Linked DNA regions of Mus musculus: all the other regions are linked to region 2. A link is a contact called in public Hi-C data. All regions are on one chromosome and are shown on one strand. Each heading gives the region's core, a stretch centred on a gene start, on an enhancer-like site or on the middle of the called end of the contact. The rest is flanking DNA. Distances are from core to core; before and after follow the strand shown. Region 1 overlaps Gca (grancalcin). Region 2 holds the start of Kcnh7 (potassium voltage-gated channel, subfamily H (eag-related), member 7). Region 3 overlaps Kcnh7 (potassium voltage-gated channel, subfamily H (eag-related), member 7).

Evidence for each region. A called contact is a pair of places that touch in the nucleus more often than the background predicts.
Region 1: a Hi-C map of cerebral cortex shows a contact between it and region 2, with 4 times the contacts expected there. The contact joins the enhancer-like site here to the promoter of Kcnh7 in region 2. A contact is called at or near these places in 4 of 39 promoter capture datasets (embryonic stem cells, hippocampal neurons and liver), 1 of 484 Hi-C or Micro-C datasets (cerebral cortex) and 1 of 115 datasets of contacts at active chromatin or transcription factors (forebrain).
Region 3: a Hi-C map of forebrain shows a contact between it and region 2, with 3 times the contacts expected there. The contact joins the enhancer-like site here to the promoter of Kcnh7 in region 2. A contact is called at or near these places in 6 of 39 promoter capture datasets (embryonic stem cells, frontonasal cranial neural crest, hippocampal neurons and 2 more), 3 of 484 Hi-C or Micro-C datasets (cerebral cortex, cortical neurons and forebrain) and 3 of 115 datasets of contacts at active chromatin or transcription factors (bone marrow-derived dendritic cells, forebrain and neural progenitor cells).

What each region holds. Positions count from the first base shown.
Region 1 is chr2:62,679,310-62,683,402 of GRCm38.p6, forward strand. All of the region lies in intron 3 of Gca (grancalcin), which reads left to right. Among named protein-coding and RNA genes, the nearest start is that of Gca, 17 kb to the left of the region's middle. Within about 2 kb of position 1,857, at least 21 of the 459 cell types and tissues checked have an H3K27ac peak or open chromatin away from gene starts, as enhancers often do. A contact at or near this core is called in cerebral cortex and forebrain, where this site is marked.
Region 2 is chr2:63,182,933-63,186,739 of GRCm38.p6, forward strand. Kcnh7 (potassium voltage-gated channel, subfamily H (eag-related), member 7) reads right to left here and starts at 1,355. Exons shown (of 16, transcript NM_133207.2): 1 at 1,070-1,355. The coding sequence starts at 1,145. It overlaps Gm34110 (a long non-coding RNA gene), which reads left to right and starts at 771. Exons shown (of 3, transcript XR_866371.2): 1 at 771-1,370; 2 at 3,229-3,317.
Region 3 is chr2:62,716,332-62,720,323 of GRCm38.p6, forward strand. All of the region lies in intron 13 of Kcnh7 (potassium voltage-gated channel, subfamily H (eag-related), member 7), which reads right to left. Among named protein-coding and RNA genes, the nearest start is that of Gca, 54 kb to the left of the region's middle. Within about 2 kb of position 2,255, at least 11 of the 459 cell types and tissues checked have an H3K27ac peak or open chromatin away from gene starts, as enhancers often do. A contact at or near this core is called in cortical neurons and forebrain, where this site is marked.

The DNA of each region.
Region 1 (4,093 bases), core at 607-3,106, 500 kb before region 2:
CCTAAAATAGTAAACACTCTACATATAACAGGTCTAAAGAATCCGATAGTTCTGGTTATACACTCCTGACTTAAAACATAAACTACTCAGGAGACAAATTTTTGTTTTGTTTTGTTTTTGCTTTTTCAAGACAGGGTTTCTCTGTCTGTCCTGGAACTCACTCAGTAGACCAGGCTGGCCTTGAACTCAGAATTCCGTCTGCCTCAGCCTACCAAGCATTGGGATTAAAGGCGTGCGCCACCACTGCCCAGCAGAGACACATTTTAAAAAAGTGGTTATAAGTGACTTCGTTCAGATTTTGCTTCCAGGCTGCAAAGTGTCCATAGCTTTAGCATCTTTCAGCTGTAGCTTTTCGATTACCAATTGATGTCCTGCTATGAAAAATGAGTATTTAGCTACCTTCCAACCTTAAAATCACTCTATCCCTCTAAAATTTCATCGTTTGTTCTGCTGATGTATAATAGTGTATAATATGTATAACAATTTGGGATCCATCATTAGCATTTACCTTATCTCATGTCTACACGTGGCTTATAGCTATGTTCTGTGACAGTGTATGGCTACCTTTCTTTGTTAAGTAGCCTTTTGTCTTTCTCAGAAATCACAGTGGCTAGTAGCGGTAAGATACTGCTGAAATGGCTGCTCCATTAAGGGAAGAATTTGATTGTGCATAAGAGAGAAAGTAGTTAGAGTCATATGGAAGAGTCCAGTGTAAAGAAAAAAAGACAGGGGACATTGACAGGGCTATCTGCAAGAGGAGGGGGAATAGGGACATAGCAAGAGAGGGGACAGTACAGAATAGCGGGGGTAGGGTGGGGAAGTAGGGGTGGCAGTGAGGATATCAGGAGGTGGGGGCAGGAGGAAAAGCTTGTTATGTAGAGAACAGATGGATAGTTGGGAGGAGGGAAGGCTGAGGAGGCGAGAAGGGCCAGAATGTTAAGGGGAGGGTCTTAGAGAGATACATTAGTGCCTTATGAATAGGCACGGTAGGCGCATCGAGGCCAGCACAGGCTTTGATAGGCAACCACGGGAATACAGCCATGGAGAACCACCTGCGCTTCTGCCAGAGGCAAAGGAAATGTCTCCCTTTGGCAGATGGGAACCTGTTTCAAAAGTTTCTGAGGTATGCTGGTTCTTATCTAAAGGCCAGAAATCCATCTATAGTCCAGCTTGAGCTAAGCCAAGACTCATTTCTGGACATGTGCATTGCCTTCTAGAGTCTGGGAAATCGGTGTTTGCTAGGGATTGAGTCCCTCTGATTTTCCCCGGTTTCCTGGGATGCTCTCTGTGTTACAGGAGGGTCCCTGTCTTTCACTGCCACTCTGCACTTCTTCCCCACTCCAGAGTTGCATCTCTCCTCTTAGTCTGCCTCTTGTTGTCTAGTATTTATTCCACTGAGGTATCTCATTAAGTGGCTTTTATCAAATTTTGAGACTTTAAGTGTCTGAAGAAGCTTTCATTTTTGTCTCAATCATTGAGTGGCTGCTTGTCAATGGGTAGAGTTCTCTGAGACAGCCCATTTCCACATATACTTCACAAAGAATGTTTTACAGAGCAGTGGGTGGTGTCCAACTAGAAGAAGCAGGAGGAGGCCTGGGGTTTTAATGCTCCTGCCAAAGACTTTCCTGCTGCTGTCTGGTTAACAGTTTCACACATATTTTCAGAAGGACGTCTTCTGGTCTGCAGGTCCATCATCTACGTTTCTGTCTCACCGGCATCAGCTTTGCTTTTCCTCTCTGGACGCTCAGGGATCATTCTGTTTCTCACAGGGCCCTGATGCTCTGGCCTGTCACAGTGTAGTGTCTCGTGGTCTTGCGTGAGGGAACTGAGTGGGTGTGTTCAGTCTGGAATCTCTTGTACTTTTTTGTTCTGGGAAATTTTCTTCAGTGGTGTTTCCTCTTTCTGTAATATGCATTATTTGGACCAAGTCATCTCTTCTCCTTTTTGTGGAATGTCCTCAACTTTCTTTTATAAACCTTCTGTATCTTTTCATCTTGGGTGGTAGTTTTGTACGCTCTAAGAGCTTCTGCCCTTTTTCACAAATGCTACACTTTCTATTTCTATTAATAGTTCGCTGAAACTATTAATATGCTTATTACATGGCCTTTTCTTCCTTAAAATTACTTTTCTTTTCTACCTTCTTTGGTTATTTTCCCTGTCAGTTCTTGAGTGTCTAACACTTTGTTGCTCAAGTCTCAGAAAAATGCTGAGTAAAAGCCCTGATCTGGTAGACTGTGCTCTTCCGTGTAAGGTGAAGCTGGGCAGTTTCGCTCTGGGATTCGGGGCTCACTGTCATGAGAGATTTCCTTTGTTTCCTCTGGGCTGCCTTTTCTCCTGTTCTCCTTAAGAGAAAAGGCAGACTTTCACAGTTCTTAACTCTGTGTAAATTTTTAGGTAATTGGCTTGTTTTCTGCAGCTCATTATTCCCATTGTGCCTCCTGTCCCACAGTCCAGAAACATCCCCAGAAAGTGAAGTCCTGCTGGGTGAGCGTGTAGGTGTGCCAGCCGTCCAACGGCGTAAGGCAGGGAGGGGATTGGGGCTTTGCATGCTCTTAAAATAGCCCTTCCCTCAGTTCTGTTTTTAGCCCCACCTTCACACACATGTTCAGAAGCTGCCAATTCCTCAACAGTTGGCACCTTTCCCAAGGTAACTCGGTTGTTTCTCAGCATTTCTCGTTATGCATAAACATTAAGTAGCCACATCTCTCGACTTTCGAACTTGCAAAATAATTTTCTGTTATTTCCTTTTCCTTTAAGGGTTGAAGTCCACCCTGACCCCCAATCAACCCAAGGATAAAGTAAAATCTGTCATTTTGGGCATGAAAAGTCTGTCTTTCTACTGTATAAAAATATTTCATCTTTAAATTTCTATCCTGAGATTGAATATATGCTTACTTGTTTATGTAATTTTTTGAAAAAGTTATTTATTTATTTATTTATTTATTTATTTATTTATTTATTTATATGAGTACACTGTAGCTGTCTTAAGACATACCAAAGAAGGCATCAGAGCTCATTACAGAGAGTTGTGAGCCACTATGTAGTTGCTGGAAATTGACCTCAGGACCTCTGGCACATCAGTCAGTGCTCTTAACTACTGAGCCAACTCTCTAGCCCTGTTTATGTTATTTTTAATTTCTGTTTTTTAAATTAGATATTTTCTTTATATACATTTAAAATGCTATCCCGAAAGTTCCCTATACTCTCCCCCCGCCCTGCTCCCCTACCCACCCACTCTTGCTTCTTGGCCCTGGCATTCCCCTGTACTGGGGCATATAAAGTCTGCAAGACCAAGGGGCCTCTCTTCCCAGTGATGGCCGACTAGGCCATCTTCTGCTACATATGCAGCTAGAGACATGAGCTCTGGGGGTACTGGTTAGTTCATATTGTTATTCCACCTATAGGGTTGCAGAACCCTTCAGCTCCTTGGGTGCTCTCTCTAGCTTCTCCATTGGGGGCTCTGTGTTCCATCTTATAGATGACTGTGAGCATCCACTTCTGTATTTGCCAGGCACTGGCATAGCCTCACACGACACAGCTATAACAGAGTCCCTTCAGCAAAATCTTTCTGGCATATGCAATTGTGTCTGGGTTTGGTGGCTGATTATGGGATGGATCCCTGGGTGGGGTATTCTCTGGATAGTCCATCCTTTCGTCTTAGCTCCAAACTTTGTCCCTGTAACTCCTTTCATGGGTATTTTGTTCCCTATTCTAAGGAGGAATGAAGTATCCACCCATTGGTCTTCCCTCTTCTTGATTTTCTTGTGTCTTGCAAATTGTATCTTGGGTGTTCTATGCTTCTGGGCTAATATCCACTTATCAGTGAGTGCATATCTAATGACTTCTTTTGTGATTGGGTTACCTCAGTAAGGATGATATCCCCCAGATACATCCATTTGTCCAAGAATTTCATAAATCTGTTGTTTTTAATAGCTGAGTAGTACTCCATTGTGTAAATGTACCACATTTTCTGTATCCTTTCCTCTGTTGAGGGACATCTGGGTTCTTTCCAGCTTCTATTATAAATAAGGCTGCTATGAACATAGTGAAGCATGTGTTCTTATTACCAGTTGGAACTTCTTCTGGGTATATG
Region 2 (3,807 bases), core at 105-2,604:
TAATGTTCAATTCCAAAAGATAAAAAGAAAATGCACACTATACAGTTTGAATAGTGATAGAAAACAGTTTTTAAACTTTCTGTTTGGAACAAGCTATAATTTTATGTAATAGATATTTTAATTCAAGTCACATTAGGTGTGATAACAAGTTATATTTGCTATTTCCATAAAGAATATGGAACAGAATAGAGAAGTTAATGTTGTTCACAGGTACCAGATCTTCACATCACTAAGTGCAGTACTGGAGAAACATATAATGTATGCAACATAAATGCACGCTGAGGTAGATTTAGTGCAGAATACAAATGGATAACTACAGGATTTTAAATTATTATATTTATAGAAAATAATTCCTGGTGGCTTGCTTACATGAGTACAGAAATTTTTTTTCTACATTCAATCTCTGTGGGATTTACAGACTGCCCTTCAATTTTTAAATTTCTACACCTTATATTTAGGGAGCGACAAAGAGACACAAATACGGTTTTTCAGTAGTGAGCTGCTTGCACTCAAACCAGTCCACTGCTCACCAAATTATTCTTTTGCGTCTATTTTCAGTTTCCGTACAAAGTTCAGTTTTAAGAGCCAACTAACATCAAGCAAACAGCATCCTTGACATTCCACAGCCCAGCAGTTTACCAGCAGAAAACAGTTTGCATAGCTGTTGGCATCGCCACTACCATTTACATGTTCTTGTTTCCAGCCTATAGTCGGTTCTGCTCCTGACTTTACAAAGTCTGCCACAGAAAAAGCTTTAGAATACAAGCCCATGTTTTACCAGCACGTTCCCTTTAAGGTAGTAGACTAGTAGGGCATGAAGTAGCAAGGCAGATAATGGAGCAGTGGGAGAGGAGGATCAAATTGCCTTGTACAATGGAGTCCATAATATAAAATGTAAATCCAAATTAATATTAGAACACCCCCGCTGCCATCTGAACTGCCTGCCTGGCTTTCCCAGCCTCTAACTTGACAACCTGGAGTTGTCCATCCCTCTAGCTTGGAAGTGACGGACGCCAAGTGCTCTACCAAAGCAGAAAGCGAGCGACAGGGAGAGAACAAACGAACTTACTCTGCCCTTCAAATTTCCGTATGATGGTCCCCAGGAAGGTGTTTTGCGGTGCCACATGCCCCCTGCGAACAGGCATGTTGCCCCGGGTCTTCGCCGAGCGCTCCGAGCTCAGAGTTCTCCCGGGATGTCTCCCGGGCTAGAGCCCAGGCCGGCGCGCAAGCCGCTCTTTGTGGCAGCGCATCTTCTTTGGGGAGCAGAAATCTCTTCCCATTAGCACCACTTCGAGACACCCGCGTTCTCCGCCGAAGTCCAATCCATCCCGCTCACCTTCCGGAGGGGGCCTCGCACCGGCCTGCGTCGAGTGAGAGGCTTGGGGGCGGGGAGGGGAGGAGGCGGGGTGCGGGAGGTGGCGGAGGAGGGCCGAGGAACGCGGGGGGCGGGCTGGGCTGGGGTGGCGGGGCGGGGAGTCACAAGGGCAATCGATCTGTTTCTCTTCTCCCAAACAGCGCCAATTTCTCAGTGCAAATGGGCTTAACCTGGCTGTTGCCCAGAGCCCCAAGGATTGCTGGTGGGCGGGGGTGGGGTAGGGTGGAAGACTTGTGCGCCTTTTGCAGGAAGGGAAAAAAGAAAAGGAGGCAGGGTGGGGGTTGACGTTACTGTCCCCGCCCTCTCCCCCTACACACACACACACACACACACACACACACACACACACACACACACAGCCTTTATCCTGGGAGCTTGGGCGCCGCCAGAGCTCGGGTTACTCAAGCGTGCCTTATCGGAAGGCAGCCAAGAAATCTCCCAAACTCAGTGATAAAACAGCTACTCTGGGAAGGTGATCTCCATGGCCACTAGCCACAGGGCTCCATCCTTAAGGGATTCACACTATGGTAGCTAACACGCCCTCAGTTGCAAAGAAAAGACAGGTGGGAAGCCAGCCCAGCCCTTTAATGAGTGCTTCTAGGCTCTGCTGGCGCTCGGGATGCTGAAGATCGAAGATGAGCCACCTAAGAGTGCAGGTACAATTTCAGGGTTCAGCTCTGACCCTGACACCCTCAGGGGTGGTCTCTGAATAAAGCCAGGACTATCCAAAGCACCGCTGAGCATACCGGGTTTCCCCAAGGGAGTCCCAGAGGAGTTGCAATGATGAGGGTGACTGGGTCTCCCTTGTGCTAGAGGTTGACAGAACGATGTTAAGGCCAAAGATTGTGTAAGCAAATGGTACAAAACAAGCCCAGAGTTTGAAAAGGGTGAGGCTGAGCGCCTGGGAGAAGGAACAAAAGGTGGGTGGGGCTAGGAGTTCCCTGCCTTCAAGTGACCTCCCTTGTTAATTACCTCCTAAACCCAGTAGCCAAATTCCTTCTGTTTTCTCACCTTTGCTAAGGGAGTACTTGCATAAGACAGAGTTCCAAGGGAAACATTGAGACCTCTTCCTTTTAGCTTCACAGAGGCTTCCCATGTGGGAATCTCTTCCTGATTATACATGCACTTTGTTTGGTTCATATGTTCCTGGAGACTTAAGGCAAGCTGTGCTAAGGAAACATCTTTTCAAAGTAGATTTTTCCAGGTTTCTTCTCCTCTCCTCTTACTTCTCTCCCTTCATTTATGTAGTCAGCTTTAATAGCTCTATCCACGCCCCTTTTTGTAAGTATTTTCGGTCACCATTTCAATCTGCAAAAGAGAACTTAGACAAATCTCTTGTTTCTGGCTGTCAATAAAGGCCCACAGACTTTCATAAGGACATATAGCTGCATGGATGAGGGTCGCTGATAGATCAGGGTGCAGCCCATAGTCCTGCTTTGTCTACATCAGTAGGGTTCACATTATCTCAGTTATACCTCAAATATGAAGTGAAATAATCAGAGTGGGGCTAAGTGACAAGAGGCAATGTTCACTTAGGAGGGTGAACATATATTGTGGTAAAGAAGGTATATTGTGAGATTCACACAACACTTTTTTATATTTTAGAAAACTACACCCCCAAATTCTAAATAAAAACAAGAACCGAAGAAATTCTAACTGTTTTCATTGAAAGTATTGAAAACAAATCCAAAGGAAGACAGTGCCTGGAAAAGTTCAATTTTCTAGTTATTAGCTTGATTTTTCTTGACTCTGTGCAGTTGTGTCCATTGAAATATTGAGGACACACTTTTCTGATACATGGTTTCTTTTCTTTTTTCCGTGTAGGTAGATTATTTAGTGTTTTTCTTCCCTAGATGCAGCTGTGCTTGCAAGAACCATTCCTGGTTTCAGAAGCTAAAAATGTATGGAGCTATCCGTGGTGCTGATTCTTAGACTGCCATTAGTGAGTATTCATTGAGGATGCCAACCAATGACAGTGGAACTGCAAACTCAGTCAAGTGGCTGTTAAGACACAAAACCCTGATCTTAGTCACCAAATGCCTAGAAAAACACAAGTTGCTATTTTTGAGACATTTCTTAAACACCTTCCCATTTTACTTAGCTTTTAAACTAAACTCAAGTTCACATTACCCACCAAATCAAGGACTCCAGAGGAGAAAAGAATACAGTGTGTGGATTGTAAGTTTTCCGTATAAAGTTTCATTGCCTATAAGGTTTCGTGACACAATAATACAAGAGCAAATTATAACAAAGCAACATGGCTGGCTAATACATTTTAAATGACTTGCCAGCTCAGAAAATGAGAACCACTTTAAGGTAATAACCATTCCCATTGTATTTTGTAAAAACAAACGTTTTCTCTACTACAGGATACGAAGATTTGACATGCAGAAGTTTACTGTGTAATGTTTCTGCTTATGATTGAATATTTT
Region 3 (3,992 bases), core at 1,005-3,504, 470 kb before region 2:
GACACTTGCAAGGCAGACTGGAAGGATCTCCAGGCATAATCCACGACAGAGAACCAAGGGATTTCAAAGATATGACAATTTCCATTTCCAATCTCCATTTCCAATCAGTACCAGAATCTTTGACTTAAGAGCCAGTCTTATCTCCACCTATTTTCATAAGATTTAAATTTTATCACCTGTCATTAGACTTGATTTTGACATTTTTCATTTTTTTTGTTATTACTGAGAAGACATGATGAATAAACTCAAATTGACCCATATAACTGTAATTTTACACTTTTTGCGAGAAAAGAGCAAGTTTTGTTTACAACACTCTACCTAAAAGTAAGACTGTTAAGACCCTACCCATAAGTTAATTTTCACATATTTTTGTTCAGTGTAAAGGTTTAGAGGAAAATGTGGGTCTTCGGGGTGTTTTCTTAGGCCACACAGCCTGGTGTTGAGCTAAGGAGTCACCTTCTCTCAGAGATGAGAAGTCTTCAAGGTCTGCTGCTATTCTGTGCTTTCAAGTTTCTTAAAGATCCTCTTGCACTATATTGAACATAGTCACATTGCTTTTTGGACTTTTCTTCCTGTGAGTCTTTTATTATTAATATATTTATGTTAATATATTTTAAATAGCCTGCTTATGTGTTTAATTCCACATGTCTGGTGTGTCAGGTGTTCAGTTTTAGACTCGGCTAAGCATGGAGGAACTGAAGATCCAGGCTCTGTGTGGATTTGAAAAAATGCAATAGAGAGGGATTGTGATCATTTTTTATATAATGATTTATTTTTGAATCATTTCTCCTAAAACTCTCCATTTTCATGCTATTGGTAACTACTTTCTTCCTCATTTTTGTCAGTACTTTTCGTTCTCTAAACCCATTTCTACAAAATGAATGAAGAAAGTCAACTGGATCTGGGAGGTTATCTCAGAGATTAAAAAGAGCTAATTCTTCATGGGAGGACTGGGGGCAGGAACGAGATACCTTAAATGGATCTCTGCTTTTCCATGGAAGTAGTTTTTCAGTTATAGAATGTGATTGGGTTTTGATAGACATTTTGAAAGAGAGTCTTGACAGGTAGCTATGATTAAACGGCAAGAAAGTTATTACATAAAGTTAGGGAATTTACAGCCTCAGCGATTTAAAAAAGCCTGCATGGCAAGTAACTAAATTTGGGCAGGATTAGCTATGATTCTCGAAATAGGGAACCTAGCAGTGGGACTTCCTTTCCATGTCTTTTCTGAAAGCACACGGGGGGGGGGATGCGCTGTACACCCCTTTTCTAAGAAGATGAGAAAAAATTCTGTTTTTTTCCATGGGTTTTCTTTCCCTTTCTTTTATCATTGAATACATAAAAACGTCTTTAGTGATGAGCTTTTTATTTCTTTCTCAACAGGGAGGCTATAAGGAAGAAACAAACATAACCAGAGACAGCCTGAGGAAACTGAGGCTACTTTCCTCGTTTTGTAGAAATGGCTAACAGACCTCAGAGACTTCCCTGTGACATTCATAGAAGGCTCCTGATTATGGCATCTTTAGCCTGCAGGATCTTGGTGTTTGGTGTTTTTTCTACAGTGACAGCGAATGGCTGATTTTTACATTTTATCGGACAGGGAGAAATGTGAATACAAAAGCGAAATTGCAGATTTTCAGAGACGTGTGATTTGTTATTTACAGACATTTGGACCAATTTACAATGCAAAGTTACAACATAGTGTCTTATCAAACTAGATTTTCTACTCTGTGTTGATGATGTTAAATCAGCATGCAGAACATGCAAAAAGAGCCTAGTGATGCCAGGGATAGTCCCAGCTTGTTTTCTAATATCCATTTCATATAGGAACACTTCTTTAGAGAGAATGAGAACTGATAGCATTGAAAGCTATGTTACATTCTCATGAGCTTTGTGCCGGAAACCTCATTGAATTTGTGCCTCTGCTTAGCAGCACGTTCATTTTACAATCATGTAACACATTGATTTTTAAACACCACTGGTGAATCACATGTGATAAATTATGGAGGATAGCATTTTTCTTTGACCCTTAAGGAAAAAAAAAGATTTTCTTAGCAGAAATGAATAAAACGTGTACTGTGAGATTGAGGTTTCCTTGACTATAATTTAATTTTTAATTGAAATTTAGAGATATGTGATTAACTTGTTTTAATGGTGGAATGAAAAATAAAAGAGTTCAAAGAGGGAAACCCTGGTTAGTCGTCCTAATCAAATGAGCATCCTTGTAGACACCTTCTAAAAATAGCTCAGACAGTATCTGCACTTGGTTGCCTTGGAAAATGTTGCTATAGTTGCAAGACACACTTCTGCAAATGGGTGAGCAGTGGGTAAACCTTCATTTTCAGGGTTCACAGTTTCACCAGAGTCTACATTTGACCTCAGCATTAGGAAGGCCAAAGTCATCTTAATTTCTTTTCTCTTTTAAGTTTTGCTTAAATGAGTCCTTCTTTGGAATGACAAGTACCAGAATACAAGGGAGTGAAATTGACTATTAATAATGAAACTAAACTGTTAGAGTCCCGTAGTTCAAACTGCAGTAGCTATGTCTATATCTAGAATTGTACTTACATATTGGAGCTCATTACTATTATATAGTATTGCACTTAGACTCTTACTGGGGAATGATCTTTGCATGAATCATGTTTTAAAATTCTTCATTGGTTAATTATAATGATGAGTTATGTTAAGTGTATGTCATTTTGATGGGGGCTTTATGTCATCCGTTTCCTTTGTCAATAGACATGCATATTTAGCCCCTCATTATCAAGATAATTATTCATGACTTGAATGTGGATTACTTTCTACATTTTTGAAAACATGGATGTTTGGAGATGCTAAAATCATTTGAAAATATAATTGGTTGGGCATAGACAAGAGTTAATTAAAAGTTGGAAGAAGTGAGATTATAAAATGAAGGGCATTTGAATTCACTGTCAGGGAGAATCATTATAAAGTCAAAATCTCAAAAATATCTTTAATGACTTGTCACTTGAAAGCCTAATATTTAAGAAGAAAGCATGGTTTTACAAAAATCACCCTCAAATTATTTTGCACATAGTAGATATTGTTCAGTCAGTTCTTCAGAACTTTGACTTCCAGGATACAACCTGTTTCTATTTTTAGTACTACCCAGAATCCATTTTCATAAATAACTAAAATGGATATTTGATAATCACATCTAATCTTCTATTCTTCCACTGTGATGAATGAGGTACTATTTCCATGCACTTCATCAAGATTTTAGGTTGTCTAGAGGACATTTGCATATATTCTTAGCTTATTGCCATGTGAAGTCATGACAAGCTGATGTGACGTGATAGGGCAAGGAACTCTGGGAGCCTAACCATCTTGTACTCGACAACAACTCATTGTTGGATATTCCTGTGAAATGATGGTGCTAAGTAGAAGTTACCTTCTCAGTGATATACTTTTCTATCCCCCAAGCAGAACATCCTGGTTTTCATTTTTGTTATTATCTTTTGTGACAGTCTTTAAAGATCTATCTATCAATCTATCTATCTATCTATCTATCTATCTATCTATCTATCTATCTATCTATAATTTTTTTGGTGTTTTTCAAGACAGGGTTTCTCTGTATAGCCCTGGCTGTCCTGGAACTCACTCTGTAGACCACATTGACCTCAAACTTAGAAATCCACCTGCCTCTGACGCCCAAGCGTTAGGATTAAAGGCGTGCGCCACCACTACCTGGCTAAAGATATATATTTATACGCGTATATGTGTGTGGTGTTGGTCTGTCTGTGTATCATGTGCATATAGGAGCAAGAAGAGGACATTGGACCCCTGAAACTAGATTGCATCCATTTGTGTAACCTAGATGGATGTGGGAGCTAGGAACCAAGTCCAGCTCCCCTGCAAGAGCAGCAAATACTCTTAAACACTAAACCATCTCTCCAGCCCTGTGTGATGCCCCCTTAGTTTTCACATGTAAATTAAATAAATGAGGAATTGGAAAACAAGATGTAGTAGAA